2 separate regions of the Mus musculus genome follow, and region 2 is linked to region 1. A link is a contact called in public HiChIP or PLAC-seq data. All regions are on one chromosome and are shown on one strand. The core of a region is the stretch at or near the end of the contact, and the rest is flanking DNA. Distances in the headings are between cores, read along the strand shown. Region 1 overlaps Rnf220 (ring finger protein 220). Region 2 overlaps Rnf220 (ring finger protein 220).

Evidence for each region. HiChIP or PLAC-seq counts read pairs in DNA pulled down with a chosen protein or histone mark.
Region 2: a contact with region 1 is called in an H3K27ac HiChIP or PLAC-seq map of embryonic stem cells, with 10 read pairs. The contact joins two enhancer-like sites. A contact is called at or near these places in 1 of 484 Hi-C or Micro-C datasets (embryonic stem cells), 4 of 115 datasets of contacts at active chromatin or transcription factors (bone marrow-derived dendritic cells and embryonic stem cells) and 3 of 9 other capture datasets (adipose tissue, liver and pancreatic islet).

What each region holds. Positions count from the first base shown.
Region 1 is chr4:117,271,878-117,275,260 of GRCm38.p6, forward strand. It overlaps Rnf220 (ring finger protein 220), which reads right to left. Exons shown (of 15, transcript NM_025739.3): 13 at 1,370-1,478; 14 at 1,176-1,250; 15 at 1-498. The coding sequence ends at 427. Among named protein-coding and RNA genes, the nearest start is that of Gm12843, 16 kb to the right of the region's middle. Within about 2 kb of position 1,639, at least 35 of the 459 cell types and tissues checked have an H3K27ac peak or open chromatin away from gene starts, as enhancers often do. A contact at or near this core is called in embryonic stem cells, where this site is marked.
Region 2 is chr4:117,379,153-117,382,317 of GRCm38.p6, forward strand. The region is part of intron 2 of Rnf220 (ring finger protein 220); the gene reads right to left. Among named protein-coding and RNA genes, the nearest start is that of Gm40231, 61 kb to the left of the region's middle. Within about 2 kb of position 1,524, at least 20 of the 459 cell types and tissues checked have an H3K27ac peak or open chromatin away from gene starts, as enhancers often do. A contact at or near this core is called in embryonic stem cells, where this site is marked.

The DNA.
Region 1 (3,383 bases), core at 389-2,888:
CAGGAGTCATTAAAAAAGAAGAAAATCATACAACCAAAGGGGAGGTGGTAGAGGGCAAAGTGTCCCATTTATACACAACATTGTAAACATACACAGTCTATATTACATGTGCTTCAGTCTGGTGTTTGTGTGTCTGTCGGTCAGTCAGTCTAGGGGATGGATCTCAGGAGCCGAGCCGTGCCCTGCTATGCTTCCCAAACCATCCTGGAAGCAGAGCCCAAAGAGGCATGGTCCCCAAGTTCAGAAGAACAAGCAGGCAGGGCTGTCCCACTGCGGCTCCAGAGTCCTCTATGTGTGTTTGGGTGTGTATGTGCATGTATGTACAAGGGGAACCTGTGTGAGAGTATGTACAAGGGGAGAGGGAGTCACTGTCACAGAGGCTGGGCAGGGGCGTTGCTCGAGGCAAGGCCTGCCTAGACAGCTAGCTCATAAGTAGATCCTCCGCAGGTCTCCGGGGGCTGTGATGGTGTTGCACTGAGGGCAGAGCTTCTTGGCACCCTGAAGAGAGAAGAAAGGGGAGGGCTCAGAACGGCATGCCATGTTTGTACACATGGGCACCAGGCCTGCAGCCATTTTTTCCCGCATCAGTTTGTGCTGGGCCCTCATTCTTGTCAGCCAGGCTAGGGATGCATGGGTTGCTTCTGAGCAGGCAGACATGCTCCTGTGTTGGGGAGACGCCAGGATCAAACCGCCTGGCCGGCCCCACAGCAGGAGCCCGGGTAATGAGAACAAGGCTGGGTCCAGCTGTGGCTGCCTGGCCCTAACGAGATTACATGCGGCCTTTGATCAGGACACAGAGCCCACGTCCGGGCCTTTTATTGCTGTCTCCGGGCGACATTTTAATGGCTGCTCCCGAGTTAAGAACAGGGCAGGAGCAGAAGGAGCTTAGTAATGGGAGGGGGAGGGGCAGAGGCCCTCCTCGTCTGGCTTATCCACTCACTACCAGCATCTTTCTGACAGGGGTGGGAAGGAGGGCACCTGCAGTGAGTGCGTGGAGGGTAGAACTGAATAAACCTTCAATGAGGGTGCAGACAACACATTCAACTTGGGGGTGAATTCCTGACTTCAGGCTGTTCCTTGCCTCCCCCAAGCAGGTGCAATCAGAATGTGAACATCTGGACAGTGCCACTAACAGCTGCCCACCCACTCAGTCTAACGCCACCTCGCCACCTCACCAGAGTCCGCAGCCAACACTCTTCACAGTGCACATGCCAACACTGGATCGACGTCAGAGGCATCGAGTAAGAGTCCTAGGGAGGAGGTGGGCAGAGAAAGGGTCGCTGAAGTATGCTCACCCTCTGAAGGCCGCTTTCTAAGCCCACAGGGCACTGAGCTGACCGAGAGCACGCCTTGACTCCTTCCTACTTACCATGCAGATGAGGCATTTGTATCGGTCCCCCCGAGATAGCTGCCGTTCAAGCTCCCGGACCCGAGCCTTCAGAGCCTCAAATGTAGTTACAGCTGACTCTTCGGTGATTCTGTAAAGACAACACACAGGGTAGGAGGGTGGAGGTAGAACCTTAGACCCAGAATCCCACGGAGAATCTCTTCTCAACATCTCCACTTGCCAACCACTCCCAGGGGAGAGCTAGGATCCGCCCTTGCACATCACCTGATCAGTATCTAAGGCAGGTGCTTGGCAACAGCCAGCAACCTACTGGTCTTCAATCAGCCTGTTTTCAGTCGGCTCTTAACACACCACTACGCTGGGGCCTTTATGGATTTCTTTGGTTTTTTTGTTTTTTCTTTTTAAAGATTGGTCTAACTGGCCAGGTGGTGGCAGCGCATGTCTTTAATCCCAGCACTTGGGAGACAGAGGCAGGCAGATCTCTACGAGTTTGAGGCCAGCTTGGTTAACAGAGACAGCTCCAGGACAACCAGGGCTCTGTTACACTGAGAAACTGTGTCTCGAAAACAAACAAAACAAAAAACCCACAAAAACCAACAAAACAAACACAAAATCAAAACCCTGGTCTCCTAGATATGGTGGTACATGTCTTTGATCTCTGTGGGTTTTAAATGGTCTACAAGGGAGTCCCAGGACAACAACCAAAGCTACACGGTGACACCCTGTCCCCAAATAAAACAAACAAAAAACAACTCCAAACAGCCCAGGCTGACCTCAACCCCTCGTCTAGTCTACAGGGGTAGTTCCAGGACAGCCAGGACTATACAAAGAAACTCTATCTTGAACAACAAAGAAAACAAAATTTAATTTTAAGCACATAGGTGTTGTGCCTGTGGAGTCCAGAAGAGGGCATCAGGATCCCTTGCAACTGGAGTTACACATGGTTCTGAGCTGCCAGGTAGGTGCTGGGAACTGAACCCCAGTCCTCAGAGCAGCCAGTGCGCTCCACACATTGGGCTCTCTGGGCCCCCCATTTTTTTAGATGAACATATAAAGTTTAAGATTTTATCATGGCATTTTTAAAAAGTACGTCCTGCCCTTCCTTCTGAGTGCTGGGAGTCTATCTAGGGCTTTTAATATTGGAAGGCATTTGTCCAACTGAGCTGCACCCCCTGCTCCTCATCCTTATGGTTTCTAGGGATCACTTTACTAACATAAACTCAGCAAGAGTTCCCTCAAGGCAGAGGCTCACTTGCCTAAACACATTATCAGTGACTATTTACTAGTGACATAAGTCCTAAGTGGGACACATGAGCATGAGAAAACATGCCGGTCTTCTTTTAGGGAAAGAAGAGATGCAGGCACAGCATGAACAAGGAGTACTTAGCACCGGTGAACAAGGAGTACTTAGCACCTTTCCAAGGACCCTCCCAACCCTCCAAACCGCAGGAGAACAAGCAATGGTACTGGGAATGTGCCCTAGGAAATGACAATGCTAAACAAACAGCTAAAATCTACTAAGTACTTATTAACTGCCGGGCTTCTTACCAATTATTTAGACTTCCCAAAACCCTGTGAGAAGATGCTCGCCTTACATGTGAAGAACTGAGGTAGCCTGCCCAGGCTGTGGCAGACCAAGTCCATACTGCTTACAAGGAGATGTGGCTCCAGGCCAAGGAAAGCTAGAACAAATGACAAGCAGCCCACGAGCCCTAGCAGGCTAGTGGCAAGCAAGCACAGAGTGAAGCCACTCCTCCAGCCAGCAGCAGGAACCTGTTCTGAGCAACTGGGGTAAGGGGTGGGCTCTGACAGAATGAGGGAGGTTTCAAAGTCGCACTCCATTATGACTGGACTGAGGTGGTATTCTGGAGCAAGGGGGTATTCAGCAAGCATGGGGACAACGTGTTCACAAAGCTGCAGAACTTACAGGTGGTCTGTGACTACTGGACACAACTGTCAGAAGAAAGTATATATAGGCAAGATCATGAGAACATGTTTATTGTTTTGTCTCATTGCATACCCCAGGCTAACCTCA
Region 2 (3,165 bases), core at 274-2,773, 110 kb after region 1:
AGAAGTTTAGACTGGATGAGTTATGCTTTGAGAAGACTTCACGGGAAGGAATTCCATATGAATTTACAAGTGTGAGGACATGAGTTCCTATCCCATGAACCACACAAAGCAGATGGGGGAGTAGTCACCTGTGATCTCAGCACTGAGGAGATGGGAGGTAGAGATGGGCAACACCTGGAAGCTCACTGGACAGCCGACCTGGTATACACAGCAGCAAACAAGAGTCCCTTTTTCAAACAGGCGGAAGGTGGGACCCACACCTGTCTTTTAATCTCTACATAGGAGCGATTGTGTGCGCACTCATGCACACGCACACGCATACACATGCATACACGTATGTGTACAAGTACACATAAGATAAAGACCCGCTGTGCATCATGGCTGGGTCTCACTGCTACTTGCAGGACTTGTGCATGGTGTGTACACATAAGATCAAAAAGAAAAACGCAGAAAAGGGAAATTTTTCTTTTAGTTTGGTGACTGGAAGTGGAACTGGGCTCCCAGCATGGTCATTGGGTATGTTCAGATCAAGGCTTGAAGACCTGTTTGACCACTATCAAATTTGAAGGTCTGATGTAGGAAGGGATTGGTTGTAGACCAAGCAACCATGCAAGGGAGTCTCTTTCTCTCTCTCTCTCTCTCTCTCTCTCTCTCTCTCTCTCTCTCTCTCTGTATACCAAGGGATAGATGGGAGAGAGAGATAAAGGGGAAGGCAGGACAGAGCTAGTGAGATAAACACTGTCATGGGCCGTTTCTATCATGTACTCACAAGAGCATAATAAAGCCCTTGTAATATACTAGAACTTGTGTGGTCCCGGGGCCTCATTTGCATACTAATTACTGAGTGCAAATGGGACCGAGGGGTAGGGAGGAAGGGTGGGGGAGGCATGCAGGGAGCGAGGGGCCTGGACTGTTTGCTCTGCCATTTCATATCATGCTAACAAGCTAATCCGGCGTGCAGTTAGCTCCTGATATATAACTGCTCATTAGTATTATAATAAAGTACATGAAACAACCATAAAACGTTATATACTGCACAAGTGTTGTTTTCTTGCCAATTATCTGCAGGCGGATTTATCACCACAGTTGTTTCGAATTCCCCTTGGTGAGGTTTGGGCGGAATAAAGAAAGGTGTTGGTGGCGGCGGCAGCAGAGGGGGGCCTTTTTGAGGGGCAGACCATGTGTTTTCTTAAGTAGCACTTACTGATGCGCCATTTCATGAGAGTGAAGCTACAGAGATCCATCCTTCCCATCTCCACAGTCTAGCAGCTCCAGAGAAAGGAGGAGAGAGAGAGCTGAGGCTTGCAGGCCCATGGCTTTTGGGGTGACTCAGAACCCCCGGGTGCAGAGTCTGTGTCTATTTAGTGGGGTCTTACAGAGCCACATGGAAGGTGCCTGCCTGTTCAGGAGCAGAGCTCAGAATAGCTTTACTCCTGCAGCTTTCTCCCTATAGTGCGCCCATGGTGATCTCTACCCCGGGCTCTGGTGTCTCCACCCAAGGCTTCCTGGAGATCAGCAGGTCCTTGGAGACTCCTGTTTGACCTCTGTAGTCTCAGGGCCATCCAGACACACCCAGCAAGTGAGAGATCTGACTTTACCTCCCTGGCTAATATAAGACAGGCCTTCCCTGGGCTTTCCTGGGATAGGAAAAGGCTTCGGGGCCCCCGCTGTGCATCATGGCTGGGTCTCACTGCAACTGCGCAAAGCAGGACTTGTGCATGGTGTGTCACAACCTCATGGGAAGGACTCATGCACAAGGAAAACCACTAGTTCCCACAGCCTGTCAGGAATCGGTTGTGGGACCCAAGAAGCCAGTTCTTCAAAGGCTGCTCCTGATTGGAAGTCTCACCCAGGCCCTGTACAGCCGGCCTTCCTCATCTGCAAGGGACCCTCACCTTTGGTAAGTGGTGGATCTTACTAGGAGCTGAATGGACACAGTCAGTGACACAAGGCTTTGTGCTGTGTCAGGGATAGGAGTGGGGATCAGAAAACAGGCTAACCTTAAGGGCTGAGGATCAACCTCTGAGAGTCATCTGCCTCTTAGTGAGCCAGGATAGATCTCCTTATTCACAAGTGACAGCCACATTTTAAGACCATTTTGTCTTGGACTCTGAGCTCCTTGCAAGCACCCTCATAGTAAACGCATTTCCCAGAAGAACCCACCTCCTCCAGGGACGGTGCACCTAAGAATAGAGGGGATACACAGTACCCTAAGCTTGGCTACTCTTCAGTTGTCCTTGGTCACATACCACCTGCTCAACCCAATTGCTTTTTTCCATCTTTGAATAACTAAAAAAGCCTCACATCTAAAATATTTAGTGTATTTCTATCCCAGATATGTTTCTTTGTTGCCTTAGCTCTTTATATCTTTTAAATTAAAGTAATTAATTGATCTTTTTTTTTTTTTTTGAGACTGGGTTTCACTCTATAACCAAAGCTGGCCTGAACTCAATCTTCCTATTCTCAAGTGCCGGGATGACAGTTGTGTGTTAATATCATTACACCTGCCTCACACACTATGTGTGCTTGAGTGTGTAGGATAGGGAAGGTTCTTAGATAGCTCCCGGTAGCCTCAAATTCCCTATGTAGGTGAGGGTGGACTTGAACTTCCGATCCTTCTGCCTCCCTGAGGGCTGGGATCACACAGGGATTGAGCCAGGGTTTGTGCACGTTAGACCAGCACATCGCCAACCAAGCTACATCCCCAGGTTTCTCTACACTTTAGAGTCTACCCGTCCACATCCAACCACAGATGTCCACAGAGGTGACCATTTGACTGTGGAGCTTTGACACTCAGGATTTAGGCTGATGATGACAGTTCTCTCCTACTTACAATTGCAAATTTTATGACTGAGTCATTCCGAAGGCACCGTGATGACAACGGTGATAAGGAAGTATTCCATATTTGGTGATCTCGAGTCCAAACAGAGAAGCGGTTGGGGGTGATTCACATTCCGACAGAGCGCACAGTGACCTCTGGCTTCAGCCTCCTCTCCTGTACCATGGCTTGTACTTCACCACACACAGCTGGGTCTAGTTTCATTCACCAGACTCTCATCTCTTTGCTTTGGCTCATTCTGATCCTTCCACTGGAACACAAACTCCCCTTCTCAGATGTCATCTTTTCAACTGGCTTGGGCATAATTCTTCTACAGGGGGTTTTGT